Linked DNA regions of Mus musculus: regions 1, 3, 4, 5, 6 and 7 are each linked to region 2. A link is a contact called in public HiChIP or PLAC-seq, Micro-C and promoter capture Hi-C data. All regions are on one chromosome and are shown on one strand. Each heading gives the region's core, a stretch centred on a gene start, on an enhancer-like site or on the middle of the called end of the contact. The rest is flanking DNA. Distances are from core to core; before and after follow the strand shown. Region 1 holds the start of Coq2 (coenzyme Q2 4-hydroxybenzoate polyprenyltransferase). Region 2 holds the start of Nkx6-1 (NK6 homeobox 1). Region 3 has its middle 16 kb from the start of Gm36793. Region 4 has its middle 11 kb from the start of n-TDgtc1. Region 5 has its middle 98 kb from the start of n-TDgtc1. Region 6 holds the start of Helq (helicase, POLQ-like). Region 7 holds the start of Hpse (heparanase).

The links. Promoter capture Hi-C pulls out the DNA fragments that hold promoters and counts their contacts. A called contact is a pair of places that touch in the nucleus more often than the background predicts. HiChIP or PLAC-seq counts read pairs in DNA pulled down with a chosen protein or histone mark.
Region 1: a contact with region 2 is called in a Micro-C map of embryonic stem cells, with 1.9 times the contacts expected there. The contact joins the promoter of Coq2 here to the promoter of Nkx6-1 in region 2. A contact is called at or near these places in 3 of 39 promoter capture datasets (the 3T3-L1 cell line, 3T3-L1-derived adipocytes and frontonasal cranial neural crest), 1 of 15 datasets of contacts at CTCF or cohesin (large pre-B cells), 8 of 484 Hi-C or Micro-C datasets (adipose-derived mesenchymal stem cells, cardiomyocytes, embryonic fibroblasts and 4 more), 8 of 115 datasets of contacts at active chromatin or transcription factors (astrocytes, craniofacial prominence, embryonic forebrain and 5 more) and 1 of 9 other capture datasets (embryonic stem cells).
Region 3: an H3K27ac HiChIP or PLAC-seq map of T-cell acute lymphoblastic leukemia shows a contact between it and region 2, with 39 times the contacts expected there. The contact joins the enhancer-like site here to the promoter of Nkx6-1 in region 2. A contact is called at or near these places in 25 of 39 promoter capture datasets (the 3T3-L1 cell line, 3T3-L1-derived adipocytes, the C10 cell line and 14 more), 8 of 15 datasets of contacts at CTCF or cohesin (the NIH/3T3 cell line, embryonic stem cells, hippocampal excitatory neurons and 4 more), 122 of 484 Hi-C or Micro-C datasets (the AML12 cell line, B cells, the C2C12 cell line and 63 more), 27 of 115 datasets of contacts at active chromatin or transcription factors (PVALB interneurons, T-cell acute lymphoblastic leukemia, astrocytes and 17 more) and 3 of 9 other capture datasets (adipose tissue, embryonic stem cells and liver).
Region 4: a promoter capture Hi-C map of second pharyngeal arch cranial neural crest shows a contact between it and region 2. The contact joins the enhancer-like site here to the promoter of Nkx6-1 in region 2. A contact is called at or near these places in 14 of 39 promoter capture datasets (the 3T3-L1 cell line, 3T3-L1-derived adipocytes, the C10 cell line and 10 more), 2 of 15 datasets of contacts at CTCF or cohesin (the NIH/3T3 cell line and stem cell-derived epiblast-like cells), 15 of 484 Hi-C or Micro-C datasets (the BV-2 cell line, the HL-1 cell line, cerebral cortex and 9 more), 16 of 115 datasets of contacts at active chromatin or transcription factors (a beta-TC-6 cell line, craniofacial prominence, embryonic basal ganglia and 8 more) and 3 of 9 other capture datasets (adipose tissue, embryonic stem cells and pancreatic islet).
Region 5: an H3K4me3 HiChIP or PLAC-seq map of embryonic forebrain shows a contact between it and region 2, with 5 times the contacts expected there. The contact joins the enhancer-like site here to the promoter of Nkx6-1 in region 2. A contact is called at or near these places in 9 of 39 promoter capture datasets (3T3-L1-derived adipocytes, the C10 cell line, the SN4741 cell line and 4 more), 1 of 15 datasets of contacts at CTCF or cohesin (the NIH/3T3 cell line) and 10 of 115 datasets of contacts at active chromatin or transcription factors (a beta-TC-6 cell line, embryonic basal ganglia, embryonic forebrain and 6 more).
Region 6: a contact with region 2 is called in a promoter capture Hi-C map of embryonic stem cells, with 5 times the contacts expected there. The contact joins the promoter of Helq here to the promoter of Nkx6-1 in region 2. A contact is called at or near these places in 5 of 39 promoter capture datasets (the SN4741 cell line, cranial neural crest, embryonic stem cells and 2 more), 3 of 484 Hi-C or Micro-C datasets (embryonic stem cells, nephron progenitors and palatal mesenchyme), 5 of 115 datasets of contacts at active chromatin or transcription factors (embryonic forebrain, embryonic midbrain, forebrain and 2 more) and 1 of 9 other capture datasets (embryonic stem cells).
Region 7: a contact with region 2 is called in a promoter capture Hi-C map of embryonic stem cells. The contact joins the promoter of Hpse here to the promoter of Nkx6-1 in region 2. A contact is called at or near these places in 8 of 39 promoter capture datasets (cranial neural crest, embryonic stem cells, hippocampal neurons and 2 more), 12 of 484 Hi-C or Micro-C datasets (all in embryonic stem cells), 7 of 115 datasets of contacts at active chromatin or transcription factors (embryonic forebrain, embryonic hindbrain, embryonic stem cells and 1 more) and 1 of 9 other capture datasets (embryonic stem cells).

Annotation. Positions count from the first base shown.
Region 1 is chr5:100,672,821-100,675,749 of GRCm38.p6, forward strand. Coq2 (coenzyme Q2 4-hydroxybenzoate polyprenyltransferase) reads right to left here and starts at 1,436. Exons shown (of 7, transcript NM_027978.2): 1 at 1,169-1,436. The coding sequence starts at 1,421.
Region 2 is chr5:101,662,729-101,666,072 of GRCm38.p6, forward strand. It overlaps Nkx6-1 (NK6 homeobox 1), which reads right to left and starts at 1,983. Exons shown (of 3, transcript NM_144955.2): 1 at 834-1,983. The coding sequence starts at 1,506.
Region 3 is chr5:100,928,444-100,931,662 of GRCm38.p6, forward strand. No RefSeq gene overlaps it. Among named protein-coding and RNA genes, the nearest start is that of Gm36793, 16 kb to the left of the region's middle. Within about 2 kb of position 1,373, at least 17 of the 459 cell types and tissues checked have an H3K27ac peak or open chromatin away from gene starts, as enhancers often do. A contact at or near this core is called in CD8 T cells, T-cell acute lymphoblastic leukemia and Th1 cells, where this site is marked.
Region 4 is chr5:100,980,749-100,983,830 of GRCm38.p6, forward strand. No RefSeq gene overlaps it. Among named protein-coding and RNA genes, the nearest start is that of n-TDgtc1, 11 kb to the right of the region's middle. Within about 2 kb of position 1,708, at least 6 of the 459 cell types and tissues checked have an H3K27ac peak or open chromatin away from gene starts, as enhancers often do. A contact at or near this core is called in second pharyngeal arch cranial neural crest, where this site is marked.
Region 5 is chr5:101,089,542-101,092,516 of GRCm38.p6, forward strand. No RefSeq gene overlaps it. Among named protein-coding and RNA genes, the nearest start is that of n-TDgtc1, 98 kb to the left of the region's middle. Within about 2 kb of position 1,505, at least 21 of the 459 cell types and tissues checked have an H3K27ac peak or open chromatin away from gene starts, as enhancers often do. A contact at or near this core is called in embryonic basal ganglia and embryonic forebrain, where this site is marked.
Region 6 is chr5:100,797,172-100,800,362 of GRCm38.p6, forward strand. It overlaps Helq (helicase, POLQ-like), which reads right to left and starts at 1,429. Exons shown (of 18, transcript NM_001081107.1): 1 at 1,123-1,429. The coding sequence starts at 1,302. Mrps18c (mitochondrial ribosomal protein S18C) reads left to right here and starts at 1,588. Exons shown (of 6, transcript NM_026826.1): 1 at 1,588-1,689; 2 at 2,381-2,442. The coding sequence starts at 1,599.
Region 7 is chr5:100,718,460-100,721,700 of GRCm38.p6, forward strand. It overlaps Hpse (heparanase), which reads right to left and starts at 1,257. Exons shown (of 12, transcript NM_152803.5): 1 at 933-1,257. The coding sequence starts at 1,135.

The DNA.
Region 1 (2,929 bases), core at 186-2,685, 990 kb before region 2:
GATGTTCTTCCATACGCTGAAACTGTACATACTGACATCTAGATTAGCTGGAATTCAGTTGTATCCCTCTTCCTACATCTTTCCAGGGTTGCAGGTCAGGCTCCTAGTCTTAATGTTTCAGCACTAAGTCTGTTTGTTTGGCTTTTATTTCAGAATATAAAGCCCAGACTGACTTGCAACTTGAATCAGCCCTCCTGCCGTTGGATGTTAGACTATAGATGTGAGCCACCATATTTAGCTACCCTTGGATTTTGAAAATATTTCTCCAAGACCTCTCTACTCTATAATATAGCATTTCCTTTGGAGTACTATTTTTTTCAGTTGTTCGAACTCTGGAGACAGTAAGTTATTTTTCTTTTCCTGTGCATGACCTATACCTCTGATACTTTTCCATACTTTCCTAGGTTATCAACTGTCTTTTCCAGCCAGAAACAAATTCTTTCAAAGCTGGTAGTTTTCCTAGCTCATTCTGTCACTAAGGCCAGGTGACTTCATCTACAACTCCGGGCATCGTTTTACCAACTAGACAGAAACCTTGCGTGCAGACGGAGCTTATATTGTGTCACAGGTGTCAATAGTCCGTGAGCACTTTGATGAAAAAGACTGAGAAAAAGAAGGTCATAGAGAGGCTTGTGTGAGTTTACGTTGGCGGGCAATTCTAAAGCACGATAACCCGGCTGTGTTCAGATGCTCTCAATCTTTGTAACCGGTGATGAGGGGGAAAAAAAGCCCAGTAGTAACACTTTTGGGGTCCTTCTGGTCTGGCTCTGACGAGGAGCCTTGATTTCAATAGTCTTACTTACATGCCCCTTGGGCCTTACATAATTGGAGGCAAAAATCGAAAACTAATGAATGCAGAAATGCTTCAAAACTGCAAATCAACAATCAAAAGCTTCGTGAAAGCAAAGGAGCACCTGCTCACATCTGAATGGGGTAGGAGTGGTCTGGAGTTTGTGGAATGGTCTGGGAATATGTGATTATCAACGTCCGCCTCCGGGACTCCCGGCTCAGAGCGAGGGAAAATCTGCGTGTCCCTGGCTAAGGTCCTGACCGAGTCCCGAGGGGACTGGCCCAATGGGTGCATCGCAGCGGAGTCGCGGTCACTGCGGCCCTGCTCCTCAGGCAGGCAGGCTGTCGAGCGCAGCGCAGCCCAGCCCGCCCCACTCACCTATGGGCTTGTCCAGGCGCATGAGGCGCAGGTAGGGCTGCAGCGGGCGGGGCGCCGAGTTCACCACGGCCGCGGCCGACAGGCTGAGAGCTCGGCCCCGCTGCGTCCCGGGGGCCGGGGCTCGCCGATCCCGCGCGCCCGGAACCCCTGCGCTGCGCACCAGGGCCAATGGGAGCCCGCGCGGACCTCGCAGCCATGCGGACCGAACGGCCCGCAGGCCCCGCGCGAGCCCCGCGCCTCCCCAGCGCAGCATGGCGCCAGGCTGGACGCCGGTCGGTGGCGTCATCCAGGGCGACGGGCCGCGGGCAGGCATGCGCAGTGGTGGCGCGCGCGCTCCTGGAACTGGATTTACAGACCGGGCTGAGCCGTATGGTGCTAGAAATCAAACCTGGGTCCTCTGTAAGGAGAGCAGCAGGTGCTGTTCACCGCTGAGCCATCTCTCCATCTCCAGGCTTCTTAATGAACTCAAAAGGAGAGTGTTTGTTTATTTGTATGGAATAGTTCTACCATAAAAAGAAAAACTTAAGTCCAAAAATGTTAACTACATGGAATGTTCACCTTCTAACACTAAAAGGGAAACAAAAAGCCAAATCAAATTATGTAAATTTTTATATATGTATATTCATATATACATATACTCATATATATACATATATATGAATTTAAGTATATCTATCTATATCTATATACTTAAGGGAAATTCTTTACTCGAGGTGAACCTAAGTTTGACAGCTAAAAAGGATGCAGTTTCACTCAAGAACAACTTCATAACCAGGTGGTGGTGGCGCACTCCTTTAATCCCAGCACTCGGGAGGCAGAGGCAGTCAGATCTTTACGTTTTCGGCCAGCTTACTAAAGAGTGAGTTCCAGGACAGCCAGAGCTACACAGAGAAACCCTGTCTTGAAAAATAAAACAAAGAAAAACAAAACAATAACCAACTTTATGCGACCCTTGTTAATATAGTTGGCCGTTGCATGTTTGCAGGTACCTGGTATGTGTTATTCCACGGTAACCCCTCACTGACTGGCTCTGGACAAGTCGCTTATCTGGATTTTAGTGTTTTGAGATGGTGGTGTATCCTTTTCGGTGCCCTTCCTTAAAGCCTATGAAGTGAGTTCTGTGATCCTGGCCTGGCGCTTGAGGAAGGTGCAGCAGGGGGCGCGCTGGCCTTTGCAGTCTGGGAAGCGCTGCTGGTCCTTTGATCTTTTAGCTCCATCTGCTGCTTGCCAGTTGAGCTCCTCTACAGGTTTGCGGCCTTTGAGGCTCCTTTCTTTTCCCAAAAGTTGCCTCCACGCTGTTTATTTTCAAGCACCCTTTCAGGTAGCATAGGTGCCGCCATGCCAAACACGAGGCTCTTTCACACTTGCACACTATTTCCATTTGCCTGGAGTTCCCAACACAATATTTAAAATGCAAAAATCATTGCGAATGCTTTCTATTTTAGAGGGAAAGGATGATAAAGCTGTTTTTTAAAATTGCTTTTTTTTTATTTGAAAAAAATGTATTTTAAAGTCCACTAACTTTTTCACTCTCAAACCCATTTCAACTTGTCCTGCAGTGGTAGTAGGACATTATAAAAGTAAAGACTAGACTGAGTCCAAAGAATAGTTATTAGCATGAAGCAGGAGCGACCATGGCTCTCTGCCCTGTTCTGTTAACTCCATAGAGGGTCAATAGCAACCTTTTGCTTTTGTGACATGATGTCTGTGGCCTTCCGTGGGAGACACACACACACACACACACACACACACACACACTAA
Region 2 (3,344 bases), core at 733-3,232:
CCCTGGGCGCCACCTGGGGGGAGGGGGGAAGGAGCCTTCTATCTAGGAGCTGTGACCCACTAGCCAGAATTGTCTGTCCAGACCTTGGGACAGCTGAATTGACCCAGAGCGTTTGGAGGCTACATTTTACTGGTCTGTGTCCTGCACATGTATATTTCTCATCATGTCCTCTCTTGAGTTAGTCTGTTGAGTGTCAATGCCCCTTCAGTGACCAGGGCCCTGGGATTCAGGAGTAGGGAAGACCCGGGTCCATCAATGACAACAGCCTAGTTCTGGGAACCGCTGGCACAGGTCATTCTGGACAAGTGCACTGGGAGTGGGCGAGGGAGCTGGGAGAAAAGGTGAGCTGGAGACAACCAGGGAGGGTGTGTGCAAGCAAAAGTCTGCTTTTCTCGAGGAGGTAGATAGCCAGCTGCCTTGCCTACCCTCGCGGGTTTGCCGAAAACAAGGGTCAGACTACTGAAGGAACGGGCGAGCATGGCAGGAAGGAGCCAGAAAGGAAGGGGTGCGGAGGCCTTTTCCCGCTTTCCATCCATCTGACCCAGAGCTGGCCAGGTTCAAGAACAGCCCAGACAGAAGCTCGCTTGCTGCGCTGTGTTCTGTCCAGACGCATTCTCGTTGGTGGAGCCCAGGCCTGCATGAGCCTCGGCGAGCCCAGGAAAGCGCGAGTCCCTCGCTCGCCTGCAGGGGCCCAGCCAACGGCGTGCTGTCCCGGAACTTCCAAACTAGTGTGGCGGCCAGGAGACTGACCGCCCGCAGGGGCACTGTGTGCTTCACGACCCGAGAGCAGACTTAGAAGGCAGGGACCCACCCTCCCCTCCCATAGTACTCACGGGGGGTACAGGCAAGGCGCGCGTCCCTCCACGGCGGACTCTGCATCACTCCGGGCCAGAAGATGGGCGTCCGACCGGGCAGCTCGGCCAGGGGCTTGGGGTACCGGCCCACGGCGGCCACAGCCGCGGCGCTGGGGCTAAAGTAGAGCCCGGGCGGCGGTGGCGGAGGGCTCAGGCTGCTGAAGCGGGGCAGGCCGGCCAGCAGCCCAGCGGGCGACGAGGCGGCAGCGGCGGCAGCAGCAGCGGCGGCGGCGGCCGCCGCAGAGGCCGAGGTGGCGGAGGCGGACGAGGAGGAGGAGGAGGAAGACCCGGAGGGCGAGGCGGAGGGCAGGGCGGCCCCCGAGGCCACCGGCATAGAGGGCCGGCTCAGGATGTCGTTGATGCCGTGTGGGGTGGCCGCCGAAAGCTGCTGCGGGGGACTGCCCAGGGACGAGAGGCCCCCCGCGGCCGGGGGCTTCAAGCCGCCCGGGTTATGTGAGCCCAAAGGTGGGGAGGGCGACGAGGACGAGGAGGACGAGGACGAGGAGGAGGGGGGCCCGGTGGGCAGCGGGGGATAAGCGGCGGGGTAGAGCGGGGTCTTCATCTCGGCCATACTGTGCAGGGCGGCCAGGGGCGGGCTGCTGAGCAGGAACGCGCTCTGCCGAGGGCCCTCCATCGCCCCCACAGCTAACATCCCACAGCCAGACCCGAACCCGCAGCCACGCAGGTCGGTGGCCCCGCCGGGGCTCGGGAGAACCCGAGGTGCCGGGGGCGCGCGCAAGCGAAGTGTGGATCGGCCGCGGGCTCCGGGAGCTGCGCAGCAAAAATGTCCAAACGCCCCGCGGGAGGCGGCAGGGGCGAGGGCTGCGGGGGCGCGGGCGGGCTCAGCGCTTCCTCGGCTTCGGGAGTCCCGGATTCGATCCCAGGCGCTGGTCCCTCGTTCCCGGCTCAGAGCGCTCTGCTTCTCATCTTCTCCACCCCCGCGGGAAATCAGCAAGACGTACCCCGCAGCCGACCCAGAGAGTTTGCAACAAGGTTGGGAGGCGCGGAGCGTTCGCTTTGATGTAGGAGGGCGGGGGCCGGCTCGCTCGCCTGGGGGAGCTTCAAAGCGGGCGGCGTTCCGCCCGGTGCGCGCCTCTGATCTCGCTCGGACGCTCCGCTCTCCCGGCGGCCGCGCTGCTGAGTCGCACTCACCGCTCGCCCGGGGGACAGAGCACAAACGGCCGGCGCGGGTATCGCGCCCGCCACTGCCTCGGGCCCGGCGTTACTGCGCCAGAAAGGGCAGTCAGTGACACCGCTCCGGCGGCTGGGGACTTGGTGCGCCCACGAGCCTACTTCCCCTCCGAGCCACGCGGCGCCGGACTAGCCGGATCGAAAAGGATAAAAGAAAATAAACCTAAGTATGGAAAAAGTCTGACGGGCCGGTTCCGATCGTCCGTCCTCTTCTGCAAGCCGGCCGGGAGACCCCCCCCCGTCCCACCCCCTGGCGCCCTCTCTTCCTCTCACTCTCCGCCTTTCTCTTGCCTCTCTGGCATTTCTCCTTGGCTTTCCAGGCTTGGCTCTTCCAAGCCCTGTCCTCTGGCCAAACTGACCCTCTCGGCGGCTCTTCCCTTCTCTCCTCTCTCCCTCTGGGCCTGACAGTTCGGATGAAGCTCTCAAAGGTAATAAAATATTTGCACCCCTCCCTGCCTCTCTTTAGCTGGGGGACGCAAGGGAGGGGAGGTGGGGGGCCAAAATGAGAACTTTCGAGGACGTCATTCCGGGGCGGCTCGGCGGGGCGGGACTGAGGAGCGGGGCCCGGGTCCTGGGCGTAAACACCGCCTCCAATAGCGCTCAGCTTGGGCAAGGCGTCGCTCCTAGAACACGCCCACCTGGGAGCGCCACACCTTTTGATTGGCTGAGACTAGGGAGCCATAAGGACGCGCCCTCCTAGTCCCCGCCCCAGCTTCACTTGGGCGGAGCCAAGAGGGGAGGGGCCTGGCGAAAAGAGTGGTTCCAGTCTAGAGCCAGCGGCCGGCTCAACTAATCGTGCAAAATAAAATGGAAAGGAGAAGGAGGGAGCAGGGACGAAGAGGGCATTACTTTTTAAAGAGAGGAATAATGAAAATCCAGCCCTTCTATGGAAAAGCAGTTTAAGTGCGGCTCTTCCGCCCACGCCAGCTCGCGTCATCCTCCCCCAGCTCGCGCGCGGCGCCCACCTCCAACGGTGTCTGGACCCTTGCGAAAAGGGAGCTAATGGAGCAGGCAGGAGGCATATCCCAGGCCGACTTCCTTCTTTTGAAGGGATTAATTAAAGGCCCTCTGGGCTCTTCCAGAATCGTGTAAATTGATTTGTTGTTCCTTAAGCCCGTAGATGTTTTTAAACCCCTCGCAGGCCTAAGGGTCACCCTTCACCATCTTTCCGTCTCCTGCTCTTTTCTGTTCTTTCTCCGTTCTTGTCTTCGCTCTCCCACTCCCTAGATCATTATCACTTATGAGGGGGCTCAGTACTCTGGGGATGAAATCAGCTTAATGAGAATATTTATCTCCTGC
Region 3 (3,219 bases), core at 123-2,622, 730 kb before region 2:
CAGGGGCTCTGGAGTGGCTTTGAAGATAGACCCATAGCAAGTTTGAAGCTTAAATTTACACAGATGCTGTGGCATCTTAGTCCCCATTTCTACCTCCGAAATGGAATTTCAGAGGCTGGGTAATTTACAGAGAATACACATTTATTCATTGCACAGCTCTGCAGGCTCCCAAGGCAGAGACTGAGAAGTATTGGGAAGAGTCAGGAAATGTGTATCTTGGAGAGAAGGTACCTCATTCATTGGACACTGTCTTCATGGTGTCTAATCTACTCAAGATCGTGACACTGACTTGTTCCAATCTCCAGTCATAGGTTCTGCCCCCCAGCATTGATGCATTAGAAACCAAGTTCCTAACACATGCATTCCTTTGAGACACCGGCAATCTGTGGCTTAGCAGGGTGGGGGGTGGTGTCCAAACATGCTTTGGGCTTTGGCAATTGCTGGAGAGAGATTGGGAAGATGTTACACTGTGGTGTGGTGACCCAAGGAGCTTGCAACTTTGCAGCCACCATGTCACCAGGGCATTATCTCCCGCTGGAGCTCACGGACTAGATCTGACATTCTTATACCCAATGAATCCCAGGTTACCCTGAGAAGAGGGGAAGGCTTTGGTCACATGGATACTGTCAGCCACAGGGGCAGCTCCAAGGGGCTCAGAGCTGAGCGCTTATGGGGACGTGGCATCCTCAGGCTGCAGGAATAAATCCTTCGGTCCTGAAATTAGGATGTGGGTGGTGGGTCCCAATCTGTTTCAGAGGGACTTGTTTTTTGAGAGACAACGGAATGCACCAAAGGACTTCTGGCTTGGGGACAGAGCTACAAGTCACTGTGGACTGTCAAAGCAAACCCTAATGTCCCCAGGTTTTAGGAATCAGGGACAGGCTTAGAGCTGAAACCAAGCCAGACTAAAACAAATGAGCTACGTTTCCAGGGGAGGTGCTGGCACCAGAGCTTGCACAGGCGAGTGCTTCACTACTCCCAGACCTTTATTTACGTTAGATTTTAGAATCTAGTTAAGTCACTAAGCAATATCAACCTGTGATCCTCATGCTGCTGCCTCCCAAGCAGCTGAGATGACAGACTTGGTGTCGCCACCCTGGTGACATTGCTTTTAGGGTGGAAAGGCTATACCTTAAGATTCTCCTCATACCCTTGGAAATAGAAACCTGTGTACTCTCCTCCCAAGATTTATTATTTTTATTTATGTGTATGTGCAGGTCTGAGTGAATGCATGCCACATATATGCAGGTGTCTGTGGAAGGCAGAAGAGAGGATCAGAGTCCCTGGAGTTAGTTACAGACAAGTGTGAGCCACCCTATGTGGGTGCTAAGATCTGAACTTCCTGGATAGAGCAGGAAACAGGAAGCCATCTCTCTAGTCCCCCGTCTGCTTTAAATGAGATGTGGAGTTACCCTTGTAATGTAACCACAACAACCTGAATAAAATGCACTGAGTGCTAACTGCAAGTCAGCACTCACCCACACCCTCTTTATGATCTCATCTTTGATCCTTAGATCAGTGTAGCTCATTGGAGAGACATGGAAACCAAGGCACAGTGAGTTGAAACAGCTGGCTCAAGGTTGCACAACTAACAAACAGCTGCAGACCCAGGCAGAAAGGAGATCAGAAGGAGGCAATGCGTTCTTTAAGAGAGACGTTGTCTCCACCTTGAGAGCTGGTCACAGGGGGTTCTTTGAGTAATAACATGGGCACAGTGGGCAATCCTCTGCAGAACTGTGTTGGAGCCTTACATAGACAGTCTTCCCTCTCCCTCCAGAAGGTCCCTCCTTGAGGGGTGTGGTCTCTTTGTGCTAAATCGGGAATGAGGGATGGAAGGATGAACTGGAAGGCGGAGTAGTTTTGGAGATAAAACAATTACTCTGTGTCTTTATTTTGTTTCCTTTTTATGTTTCATGTCATGTTTCCTTCAGAAAAGAAACGATGTATCAGAGTGATGTGAGGTTTAAGCGGCCACTGAACTATTGTACTGCGCTGCTCTCAACAATAGGGGCATTATTATTGGTATGATTAATCATTGTGCTGTACATGCTGGAAGATGAAAGAATAGGAAGGGTAGCACACACCTATAATTCTAATACCCGAGAAGCTGGGGCTGGAGGGACTGTGGATTCAAGGCCAACTTGGTCTCTATAATGAGGCACTGTAAAAAAACAAAACAACAACAACAATAAAAAAATAACCCAACAAATGAAATATAAAGAGGGAGCTAGGTATGTCATTCTCTCAGACAACTCAGGAAGGTATGGCTCTGTTCTACCTTCATAAAAGATAGACCGATAGATTCTGATGTTTGGCACCAGGGTGGGGGTGGTGATGGTGGGGTGGGCAGAGATCTTTAAACAAAATACTTCGTACTAAAGTAAAATAATGGAATTTCCTACTTCCACCCAGCCCCACCCATACTCTTCCAATCTTTTCAAGGCACGTCTTGTTTTTTATCGCCCTTGCATTAACAGGCCTACTTCAAAGAGCTTACCATGACCCAGGAAATGGAGGCTGGCTAAAAATGGAGGAGAGAGGACAAGGAGACATAAAAGGGATTTTATGTTCTTTTTAAGGAGTCATTAAAGTAGCATAAAATAAGAATCCTTGAGACGCATGTCTTGTTTAGATAGGACTCTGTCTGTTGCAAGGCAGAGGACACTCAGGTTTGGCAGTTAACTCCTGGGTTGGGTTGTCAGTGTTCAGTTGCATGTAGCAAAAACCACCTCAGCCTTTGATAACAAAGAGAAAGGGAGCAGTGGGGTATATGTGGAAGGATCAGAGCCACAGACCCCAGCTGACTGTGTAGTGGCTTCCAAAATTTCAGCCCAAGGTCACCTTGGCAGAGTCAGGACCTTGGAGAATCAGCAGGCCCCAGGACTCTCTGTTAGTCACAGGTCATTAGAAGCCATTGTCTCTAATGTAACCTCAGAGACATCCATCTGGGGCTAAGATCTGGGACCGGGATGCTGGCTCCAGCGTGGGCCGTGATCTGCTTGCTGAATCTACAAGCAGACAGATGCCTTTCTCCCTCTGCACAACAACAGAGTCCGGAATTTAAATCTTACCAAATGTGTTTGCAAAGGAGTCCGAGATATGTGGCTTTTATTTGTCACCTGTCAGCAATGCAAGATGGCTGGGCAGACAGGTTGCAGCAGAAGCTGAGGAGATCTATGGACTCTGGTTAATACAGAAATTTAATTGGGGAAAGCAGGC
Region 4 (3,082 bases), core at 458-2,957, 680 kb before region 2:
TCATCGACTGTGAAATTAGGAGAATCTCCAATGAGTAGGAATGATTAGCTTTCACTTTTGGATGAGAACATGCCAAGGACAAACACTAATTCAGAGAGATCCTTTATACAGAGTCTCATACTTTATAAAACCTTGGTCGAAGGCAGCTCATTTGGACATCGGGGATAGCTCTTAGCCACAATTTTACCTTCTACCTCATTACTTCTTAGCATGTCTTGGGGACTTTCTAACTTGGTTTGCTCATGACCGTCTAGGGGTAGCAACACCATTTTTGATGCCCAAGCTGGCAAGAATTTAAGTGTCTGTTTTTTTTCTGTAAACTGTATTTAATGGATGTCTTCTTCCAGTCTTCCCAGCTGAGGTGTGTGTGTTTCAACTCTAGCTCCTTGTTCCTGCTTTCACTAGATTTCCTCATCACCGTGTTCCAAGTATTTGTCTATATAATTGTCTCTTGTACTATAGATCACCCCAAAGCAGGACCTCTGTCTTTATGGTCATTTGTAGCATGTGGCATGAGATTTGGAACATATTGTTAAAGTAAATGTTGACTGAATAGACTAATTACATGACCTTTCAAAAATGTCAGTGTTGGGAGAGTGGGTAAGTTAAACGTGCAGGTGTGAGCATGGCTATGACATTTGTATTTTATTTTCCAATTGTTAAATTTGGAGCCCTACCCTGGGTAAAGGCTTGGGTGGGCCCTCTGACCTCAGGTCCCCTTCTCTTCTTTGACTTTCCTCTGTTTAAGTATCTGAGACTCTGGTCCCAAAGCTCACTATTTTATTTTTATTTGTTGTTTGTGGCTTTTTTTGAGGGAGGGCCTCATGTATCCCAGAGGTTAGCCTTGAACCTCTGAACCACTTCCCTGGGATTACAGGTGAACGCTGACTGCCATCCTAGGCGTCTCTTTCACATTCAAGAGGGAATCCCAAGCCCTCTGGCATGACGCTGAGTGAGGTTCCAGAAGGGCTAACTGCCCCTTGCCCAGGTGATACCCCATAAGATACGTTTAAACGATTGTTTTAAAGAATCAAAATGCTTACTGCATCGTGAAGGGCTGCCATTGCCTTTCATCGCCCATGCTGTTCCCCATAAAGTAAGGAATTATATTATGTTTGTGTGAAATAACTTTCTTTCTTTAGATGTTCAATGTAATCGGAGGATTTTTGATTAAGCATTCAGGGTTATGAATAAATAAGAGCCACAGTCCAGTAATCCAAGCGACCTCGGAAGGTACTAGCACATTAAATGGTCAGCTCCCCGGTGCTGCTTTAACAGCCGCTCCCTCCCGCCTTCCGCCCTGGCTGTGCCCCACCCCAGAGGCAATCCTGGTATTGCAAGCTTCAGAAGTTAGCATTAAAATGAATACTTTTTAATTTCTGCGGATGAGATGGGGCTCTGGGCTCTGGGACAATGCTGATGGATGATGTTTTAATGCAGCTGAAATGTTATTTTTACTGAACCAGGGAAAACTATAAATTTTGCTTCATTGCCACTGATGGCTCTATGCATAAAAGTATGGCGGCGCCCATCGGCCGTGAATAATCACCTCAGCACGGCAGATGTTACTTTGCGGGGGGAAAGCAATTCTTATGCCGAAGAATTGTGGAAAGATTAATTGTCTACAGCTGTTTCATGGCCCACAGCAATCTTGATACATTTATGATAAGTTTAAGAGCCCACAAGAGGCAACTCCTATTCCCTGTTGTGAGAGGTGGGCGGGGGACGGAGCCGGTGGCTTTATTTTGACACCTGGATTCATAGAATCTGTCAGCTCCATTACAGCCTTCATAGAAATCTGGCAGTTGGCAGTTCTGAAATGATTGTGAGTGAGGTAAGATGCAGGAATTATCCATAAGTAGATAAAGAAAAGGAGACGGAGAAGAATTATTCAAATTTGTGCAAATGAATTGCTTCCATTTTTCCTCCCTCTGCCAAGTGGAAATTGAACGTGACCCGCTCTGACCTCTCTCTATTAAGTGCGGCAAATTGCAGTAAATGCACCGTTCTGAGCGCCCTAATGGGACAGAGCCCCAGCAATGCCTCATTAATAAGGGGAGTTTGACCTTGCTGGTCAGCCCTTCATTCGATATTGAAAAGAAATAAGAAAAAGAAGAGATGACCCACTGTAAATTTTGAACAATACGTTTGATTTAGTTTGCATATACTCCCCGCTAGGCGTTTCTGCGACCTTTTCCCTCTCCCGGTTTCCCTTCAGCCACGGGTTAGCTGGAGTTCTGGGAGTTTACCTTGTAGCACCAATCTAGAGTGAGATTATTTTCACAGCGCAAGGAATGGCAGGCTGGGTGGATACCATTGGCCTCTCCACTCCTTCCCTCAGACCACACCCACCAAGCCTCCAGGTTTTCCCCTTCCCTTCCTGTTCCCCCTTTCCTCTTCCTCTTCCTCTTCCTCTTTTCTTCCTTCTCCCCCACCTTCCTTTTCCTTTTAGATAAAGGAACCTCAATAATTTGGAAGTGTGTGTGTGTGTGTGTGTGTGTGTGTGTGTGTGTGTGTATGTAGGTTTTAGGTAGATTCTCTGAGTTTTACTGTGGCTTTGTGCAGACCTAGGTGAGAGTCTCTCTTTGATGCAAGACAATCTAGTGCAGGGAGCAGAGCCTGCTGCTTGTTTGAGAACGAATGACTTGACTTTATCAAGCATGGGAAGCAGAGAATCAATGAATAAAAAAACCCAACATAGTACTGGTTCAAACATAAACATGTTAATTGATGAGATCAAATTGAAGCTAGCAATGCACACTGGAATAAAGATAGCTTCCTCAACAAATGGTGAGGAGTGCTCTTACCCTGTATCCTCACCACCATGAGTCTTTTATTGATCTTAGCCATTCTGATGGGCACAAGATTAAATCTCGAAGTTGTTTCAATTTGCATTTCCCTGATGATTAAGGACGGTGAGCGCTTCTTTAAGTGTTTCTCAGCCATTTGAGTTTTCTCTTTTGAAAATTCTATTTAGACTTGTACCCCACTTTGTAAAATTGGGCTGGTTTTTCGATATCTAGTCTTTTGAATCGTTTATACGTTTTGGAGATTAGCTCTCTATTGGATGTGTAGTTGGTGA
Region 5 (2,975 bases), core at 255-2,754, 570 kb before region 2:
AACTGAGTGGGCAGAGGTGGGGTCTCCAGACAGCTGGGATGGGAGAGCCTTCACACTCTTTTTACTGATTGAATGGTGTGTGGTGGGGCTAATTGGAAATTAGTAAGGGAAGAGGATGGTAAGAAAAAAAATAAGGAGGTTAAAGTCAAAATCAGTCATCTTTTCCATCCGGATGTTTAAAATATATACTGAGGCCAGCCTTTGGGATGCAAGATATGGGGCACTAAAGACGAATTATGTTTTATGTTATTATACCTAAGAGTAAAGGAGACTTCCGGAAGGAGGGACCCCTTAAAAGCACCAGGGCAGAGATGGGCTGTGGGCTCTGGGCTGGAAATCCATGCTTTGAGGTGGTGACTTCTAAGTGGATGGAAAACTTTTGTTAGAATGGGTCAGGAAATATTTTAGACTATGGGGATGACCAGGCCTTTGCTATATCTACCTACCTCTGCCATCTTCGAACCATGGCAGCCACAGACAAAACTTAAAGAACGAATATGAAAATTAGATTTATAAAAACGGGGCGGGGTAGGATGTATCTTGGAAGGTTGTGGCTGGAGCAAGGAACCAGGGTGGGTGGGTGAAGAAAGCCAGTAGACTCCCAGTTGGGGCCGTCAGGGTTACAGGACTGCATAGCATCTTCTTGACAACACAGGAACTGCTGGAAAAGACACTGAAGCTAAACATGACTGCTGTGTGTTTCATTAATCCTACGGGAAAACCTACCATGAGATGGTAAAGATGGAGGAGCGATGCCGCAATGTGTGCTTTCTATGTTCCAAACTCCTCTCTCTCCATGGCGCCCTTGCCCTGGGTCTCCTATTTCTATTTATTCTTCTTCCTTCACTTTCCGAAGCTTCTCCCCCTGATCTCTCTCTCCTGCACCCCGAGGAGGCACCCATACCACCACCAGGTGGGTGAAGCGATACCCGTGCAGCCAGCCATTATGAGTAGCATAAACAAATGACAAATCTCAGGGCACAGGAGAGGTAACAAGAGGCTGATCAGTAGTTCCAGTTATCTTCCCCGCGTGTTTATTGCAGTCTGCTGCAGTTATTTCTAAGGGCCTGACATTGATCGACAGCTTCTATTAAGCCCTATCCAGGGCAGCTGGATTGAACAGATACATTAAATAAAGCAGTTATTGCTTTTCATTGCCTTTCTGTAAAATATCACTGCTAAATAGCTTCTGCCATCGCATGCAGTTAGGTACATGGTTTTAATTTGAGGGACTGCTTTATAACATTGCACAATTGACACTGGTCTTTGTTTCCCCTACAATAATGATTGTGTACCTCCTGCAGAATTGATGGGCTGTCCTTTGAGGTGGAGTTGGGAAGGAGGGGGGCCCTGCTTTGTTATTTTCTCTGTCTGTCTCTCTCTCTTTTATACATGCCAGGTTTGTTACTTGTTTGCAGCCAGGGCAGGAACAATGTCAAGGGAGGGCTCTTATCTCAGGATGTTGTAATGTAGGACTGTAAGCCTTCTCCCGGAGACAAGATAAGCACAGCCCTACAAGCACAGAGAAAGATAGGGGTGGGGCCGGGCACCCTATTGAGATGACAATGGGAAGCCATTGAGCACCTCTCGCGGCTCTTTCTCATGACATGGAAATCTGTGCATGTGGATCGGTGCATACAAGCATGAAAATAAAAGTCTGGAATGTTCACTGAGTAATGATGCATTTGGTACAGGATTATGCTGCCCAATGATATTCTTGTTTTATCTCTGGGCTAAACGCTGGAGCAGCTGTGTGCTTTGGCACCGTGTTCAGTCCCTCCTTTGGTGTGCTGCATATTAATCCTTTATTGAAGTAATTAAATGCGTGCTTAATGGCGACGAGCTGGCTGGCTGAACGTACAATTGAATTAGCAGTTATGATGGCGAACGTGCTGCACAATGAACTAGACGCAATTACTGTAGGCATTTCTCTCTCCGAGTCAAATCTGGCTACATGACACGACTTAATTAGAGGTTGTTAGATACACTAGTCGCACGAGCCTCTTGCGGGCGTGTGCTTTAGTTAGAGTGCCTGTCTCCTGTGCCCGGTATTCACCCTTCACACCGACCTTACTCAGACTCTTCTGCCGTGTAGACGAAGTCTGACATTTCCCAGGACAAACAGGAGCTCACAGCAACATCTTCAGCAAGATTCTCCCCGAAGAGTCTCACATCCCTGCTCCAGCTCTGTCCAGGTGAGTGAGGGGCGGAGCTATGGCAGGACCCAGCAGGCTTTGTGGACTCAGGGAAGGCATCAATAATGGAGCTTTTACATGGAAGAAGATCTACTCTTTGACTCTTCACTTCTGCGGACGCTGAGGAGAACCTCAGCTGCCTCCTACTCATCTGAGGAGAACCTCAGACTGCCTGGGTCTTGAGAAGCATGCTGACGGCCTGTTTCTCATCCCTTCCTGCGAGCTGACTGATGTGCTGTACACTCTTCAGTGAGGGCCTTCGTAGCTCCTTCTAAATATTAGATAACTTAATGCATAAAGAAATAAACTAACTAATCCTGTCCATACTTGGGAATTCCCTGGTGCATTTTGAAAAACGCTGATGGCAGCTGGACATGGTGGAGCGTGTCTTTAATCCCAGCTCTCTGCAAGCAGAGGCGGGCAGATTTCCGTGAGTTTGAGATTAGCCTTATCTCTATAGTGAGTTAGGTCAGCCAGGGTTATGTAGTGAGACCTTGTCTCTAAATAAATAAATAAATAAATAAATAAATGTCCAAAGCAAACCAAAACCACCACCACCAAATCCAATAATAATAATGATAATATTAGTAATAATAATAATGGTACTAAAACCCAACAAACATATGAGCAAATTACACCCCTATAAATTTAATTGCCTTGGCTAGATCAAGGTGGTTGATCCTAGTTGTACAGAGACCTGAGAAAACAAACCAGCTGAAATATCTTTCCTCTGGAATATTTTAAAATCTGGTCACTGCCTTTCCTTCTGTCACACTTCTT
Region 6 (3,191 bases), core at 179-2,678, 870 kb before region 2:
ATACATATTATCATCACCAAACAAAAGAAACAAGTCCAGAGAGTTGCTCTGACTTGCCTAAACAGTACTGCTGGCTTATTATGGGATATCAGGATGCTAAGAAACATTTTTTTAAAAGTCAGAACAGGATCTCACCTTACTGAGGCTACACACTCCTGATCCTCCTGCCTGTTTCCTGAATGCCTCACCATGCCTGGTTTTAGGAGGTGTTGGGATCAAACCCAGGGTGTTGGGCATTCTAAGCAAACATTCTGTCAACTCAGATACATCCCCCAAGGGGTGATACTGGAATTCTAAATTATTTATTCTGGTGCTGCCATGTGAGCCCAGGGCCTGCCCCAGGCTCCGCTGCTGAACCTAACCGCCCAGTCTTTGGCATTTTAATTCTTAAACCTATGCTAAAGCACTTAAGAATGAAAGAACAGTAACTCTCTCCAAGATTCAATAGATGCTTCTGATAACTGTGGTAATTCCGGCCCAGGCACTAACGTAGAAGCTGGTCTGCTACAAAATCATGATTGTGCCATTAGACACTACAATGTTCCACTAGACACTACAATGAAATTCTGTTCTGAACTTGGAATTGAGACAGTCATGTGCACACTCATGTATGGTGGCTTACAGAACAGAGATGTAAACTGGGAGGTGATAATTATTTATTGAGTCACAACTTTAGTCTCTCAACTTCCCTGGACTCACTTACCGTTGTAAAAGTCTACATAATATGGCTAGTTTAATAACGTAACTAGCAATTAATGGGTCATCAATAAAAATGTTTTATCAGTAAAGTAGAGCCGAGCCATTTGGAAGGCTAGCTTTCTCTCTGTCAAGCCAGTTAATTGCCCCGTGAATACTTTTTATGACAGGGGATGGAAGGAGCATGTAGGTTTGACATCTACCTAGAAGTCGGGGGTTTAAGCAGTGTCTCCCAAGTGATGGAGATAAAAGGATAACAAAGGTGAGAGAGCGAGCTAAGGCTACTCATGATGTGCACCTGGGAAGAAGGCGGTTTCACCTCCCGCGCAGCCGTGCCCGGGGCGGGACACGCGGTTGCCACCGCAGCCCCTGGGATGACAGGACCGGGCGAGTCAACGGGGATGCGGGGACTCAGCAGGGCTGTACCTGGGCGTGCTCCGGGCTCCCGGTTTTCCGGCGGCGGCTCCCGGCTGCAGCTTCGTCCTCCGTGTCCTCGGCAGGCTGGAGCTCGGCCGGGGTCGGGGAGGCACGGAGGTTCTCCAGGTTGCCGCGGTTCCTTTTGCGGACAGACACCCGCCGGCGGATGCGGGGACAGCCGTCCTCCATGACAACGGCCCAGAGTCCCTGCGACAGCCGCCCTGGGTGCAGCCCGGAGCCGGTGGCGCCGTTCTGGAGACAGCAGGTGACCCAGCATCAGCTTTCCATCCCTCAGCAGCGCAGCCCCGGGTCACGTGACTTCCGGCCCGGGAAGCGCGGGAAGATAAAGGTGCAGTGCATTGAAACCCGGGCCGCGTTCGCGCCGGAACCTTTGCGTCGAATCCCGGGCAGACAGGGGAAGAGCACCAGAAAGGACCTGTCGGGGCGCTTAGGGAAATAGAAAGGAAGAGGAAGGGCGGAGAACCATGGCCGCTCTGGTTGCTCTGTGCAGTGGTATAGGGAGGAAGAATTTGACAACCGCGGCTGGCTGCTTCACGGATCGCGGAACTCAAGCAGGTAAAACGTCCGGCATAGCATTATAGCCGCTGATTGTCGGTGGGGTCCTCGCCGTTAGCAAAATGACTATTTCAATAGAACTAGGTTTGAGATAAGTGGGAGGCTCGAGTCATCGTAGACTAGTTTCCTAGAGCTGAAGAGGACTTTGAGGTGTAGTCAACCACTTTACCCCGTTACTTATTCACTTTACAAAAACCTATCGCCCCGACTCCTCAATAAGACTTTCTGGACACTTGTTGGCTGTGGTTCTCTTGCATCTGTTTCCATCCGCTGCTTGGACGAAGCCTCTCAGGAAACAGTTATGCTATCTAGGCTCCTGTCTCCAAGGTGTAGTCAACTCTTTTTTTGTTTGTTTGTTTTATGCTTCTTTGTCAATGTCTTGAATCTTTTTATTTCTCCTTTGGAATGACAGTACCATTCTGTTGTTTCTGTACATATTTGAATTTCAATCCGTAACTGTAGAAATGAGAAAGAATTTATAGGAGAGGAAGTATATATGTCCTTTATCCAAAGCCTTTGGAACCGCTCATTTTGAGTCCTATTATGTCCCAAATCTAACAGGTTGCTAACTAATCATTGAAAAGAATGTTTGATATTGTGCCCTTTGATTATCTAGCATCTTTAAAAACGTAAATCTTGGTTAGATATGCAGCGAATGAAAACAATTGTGTTGTCGCCATTTTCTCTTTAGTTTCTGTGATTTGGAGACGATGTTTTTCACAGTTTGAACAGGTAACCAGCAATGAGGACCTGGTAAGATTTCGTTTTCTTTTTTTAAAGAAGACATTATTTTATTATTTGTATGTATGTGGGGGAGGGGAGTTGTGGAAGCCAGAAGAGGGCATTGGATTCTCCTGGAGCTGGAACGAGGTGGTCGTGAGCCACTGGGTGTGGGTGCTGGGATTCAAACCCTGTACTTAGTAACATTAGGGAGTACTTTTAACCACTGACACCTATCCAGCCCCAGGTCCCCCTCCCCCCATATTACTAATTCATTTCCAAATTCAGCCTAATTTTTAATATTTGGAATTCAATTATAGGACAAAATAATGGTTATCTTTTATTGACTATAGTCACTTGTGTTTTGTAGAGAATTCCTAGATTCAGTCTGTAATGTATTCTTCTTCATAGATATTAAATATAAGGATACATGATTTGAGAATATCTAAATATAGCTTCGGTGGGTAGGATAATTGTAGGTAATAGAAACCTGACAGGCTACCTTGATAAAAGATCCAAATTCAAGTTTTACAGTAAGACATTCAACTAGTTGCTTCTTAACTATAGGTGTATTTTTATGGGTTTCAAGTGTGAACAGGGATGTGGGAGCCTAATCACAGCACACGAGAATTTAGCTGGAGCTGAGAAGGAATACAGCTTATATTCAAGGCAAGCTAGATATGGTGGTATACACGTACTGTGACAGCACTTAGGAAGCTCTGAGGCAAGAGGAGCTTGTGAGTTGGATACATCCTGGACTACAACAAAACCAATCACTGTTG
Region 7 (3,241 bases), core at 7-2,506, 940 kb before region 2:
TGGGGACAGTCTGCACTCACGGAACAGGGGCCAGAGATGTGGTTCCTGCAGTTGATGAGGCAGCCTCCGCTCTGCACCCTCATCTTGGAGAATCGTGCCTCTATGGTGTTTTTATTAGCATATATTAATTATACATAATAATGGGGTTTCGTCACGACATCTTCAAATGTGTATAAAGTGTATTTTTGGTCATATTCTCTCCTGTCTGTCCCACTGACCTCTATCATTTTCCCAGTCAGTCAGTCAGTCAGTCTCCGGCTCCTTTCTCCATCTCTCTCTCTCCTCCCTCCACTCCTATTCAGTCCAGTCTACCCTCAAACTTGCTACGTTGCTAAAGATCGCCGTTAACTCCTGATCCTCCTACACCTACTTCCCAAGTGCCAGTCTGCAAGTGTGTGCCCATGCCAGGGATTACACAGCTCTGGGGATGGATGCAGGTCTTCTTGCATGCGAGGTACACAGTCCATTAACTGTATCACACCCAGCCCAGTAATGTTTAAATGCTTAAAAGGCAGCAAGATGAATAATGGTTCTTCTCCATAGAGGCTTTTCCTATCTTTTCTTTCTTCCTCTTTTAAATCAAAACTTCCTAACAGAGTTTAAGGGACACCAGCTTACTGGTCTTACACTGAAGCAAAATTCAAAGGCTCCAGACAAAGTGCTAAGGTTTATGACAGCTTCGTTTGTTTTGTTTTTGTTTTCCTCCAAATTTCCACTTCATACCTGGACCTGGCTGGTGCCCAGGCAACAAGCGCTGAGTAAATGAATCAGGAAAAGTCTTTTGAGGGGTGAGTGCACACAGGAGGGAGGCTCCAGAGAGCAAACACAAAGTTGTTTGAGCGAAGAGAGTGGCTGGCCCTCGCGAGTGTGATTGGACAGGCGAGGGGGAGCCGAGGACAGACGAAGGGACAGAACCTAGGGGCTGCACTTACCCCAGGAAGGTGAGGAAGCGCGGGTCGGTGGCCAGGCTGGCGTCGATGGTGATGGACAGGAACGAGGGACTCACGCTTCGGAGCGGCCGCTTGGTGTAAAACTCCAAGTCTACCACGTCGTCGGTCGGCGCGGTCCCCGCGGGGGCGCCCTGGGCCAGGGCACCGAGCGGCCCCCAGAGCCACAGCAGCAGCAGCCTCAGCATCCCACCTGGCTGGACCGCCCGCTGCCGGGAGAGCTGGGGCAGCCGGCGCGCTGGCTCAAGCCCCCTGCAACCGGTCCTGCTTCGCCTCTGGCGCCAGGACTCAGTACCCTCCCACAGCGCTCCATCCCTCCCACCCCTCCCGGGAGTCCCTCCCTAGCGCCCTCCCCTCCCCGCCCTCCCCTCCTCGCTCTCTTTCATTTCCGTGCTGGCTTTCCCCTCCGCCGCGGTCACGTCCACTTTTGAAATCATCCACACCCATCCAAAGGGTGCGGAGGTGGCCAGAATCCAAGATCCTCGGAGGCCTGGGGAGGGAGCGCCCGGGAGCCGCGCAGGGGTGGGACCAGCTTCCTGGTGTCCTGCGCACTCTGTCACCTTTTCTAGGTCCCATCCATTTGGCGCCAGGACTAGACCCTGAGTTAAAAGCCCCGGTTGAGGGTTCAGCCAGACCCTACCCCGACTCCCTTCTGCCTTAAGACACTGGTCACTTGAGCCTGCCCAAATCTGACCGAGCTAGGATGTCCTCTGCCCAGGATCTCAGGTATCTCTTTGTCGCTTGAAAAACCTGATCCGAGCATTGGCTAAAATGCAACTAGAAATCGGTCCTTGCACGGGGGTGGTGGTGATGGTGGTGGGGACCCTGTTTTTAAAGCAGTATTATGAAAACAGTATTTGGGAGAGCCTGCCTAAGAGTTGCTCTGAGGCTTGGCCAACCGCTAAAACCCAGCAAGAAGCCCCCAAGCAACTACCCTTGGAATCCTGAGCAACCCCTCCCCCAAACCCATCTTTTGCGGTTGCTGCAACTTTTGTTTTCCCTTGACATTTTACACTGGTATATAATGATAGCAAACAAGTGCTGAAGCTTGTGTGTGTGTGTGTGTGTGTGTGTGTGTGTGTGTTACCATGAAAGAAGCTTGAACCATGCTACACACACACACACACACACACACACACACACTCACACACACCAATCTGCCCAAGCATCAGCGCTAGCTGAACTCAGGTGTACAAGGCCAAGCAGATGGCAGCCTGTCTCTGCTGCTTTGCAGTCCCCTTGAGGAAGCTTTCCTGAGCTTCCAGGCAGCTGAGGCTCCCCAGTGTGAGGTCTCACCACACATTTCACATAGCACACACAGCAAGCATCCTCCCAGTATCCTCCATGTTAGAACTGTCTACACTTGTGATGTTGCTCATTGCTTGCTCACCTTATCTCTGGGCTTAAAAAGTCCTCCGAAGCAGAGATGGGGCCTGTGGGATACCCATGGCAGAGATGGGGCCTGTGGGATACCCATGGCATGCTCATACGTGGTACTGTGCTTGGTCTTTAGTAGGTAATCCATTCATATTTACTGAGTAAGCCAATGACACTTACATTTTTCCGTTTAGATTGCACCAACAGCAAAGCAATAAATAATAACGAATTTTTAATGAAATGTATATCTAATCTGCACCCATCTGTCTGTCTGGGTGATTTAAAAATTACCTGCCTAGTTAATGCTTTGACCTGCATTGAGTTGATATGCTATAGCCATAGGATGTAAAAAGAAAATTGTCATGGTAACAGACAACTGTCCAGGGTGTATAATCTTATGGAAGGGGGACTCAGATGATGGGGCCTTTTCCCATCTGTGTTGTGACATGATTTCACCTGTCACCTCCCTCCCAGTGTCATGGCGTGAAGCTATAGCAATTCCTTTGGAGTATTTGGGTGTTTTGGAAAGGAGCTCACTGCAAGCTCTCCATGTCCCCCCATTTCTGACCTCCTGAGATGTGAGCACGTAGGGTCTCCAGGCGAGTTGCTAACAGGAAGCAGAGGCAGGATTGGCTCATGATGATTTCCTGACTAGATCTCAGGTCTGGCTCCAGACTCTCAGTTGCTTTGTCCTATTATGCCAGAAAAGACGATATAGGCACACAGCAGGGAGAGAGATGTGGTCACATTCAGAGAAATTGTCACCTCAGATACTTTATAATAGGACGTGTGGAATATTTGTAGCAAGGTACATGTCACCTGGATTTTGATAAAGTCCCTGGCTTGCACTAGTAGTTTGAAGTCTCGAAGCAGTTGTTACTCATTTTTGTTTGTTTGTTTGATTGTCTAGCTGGTTG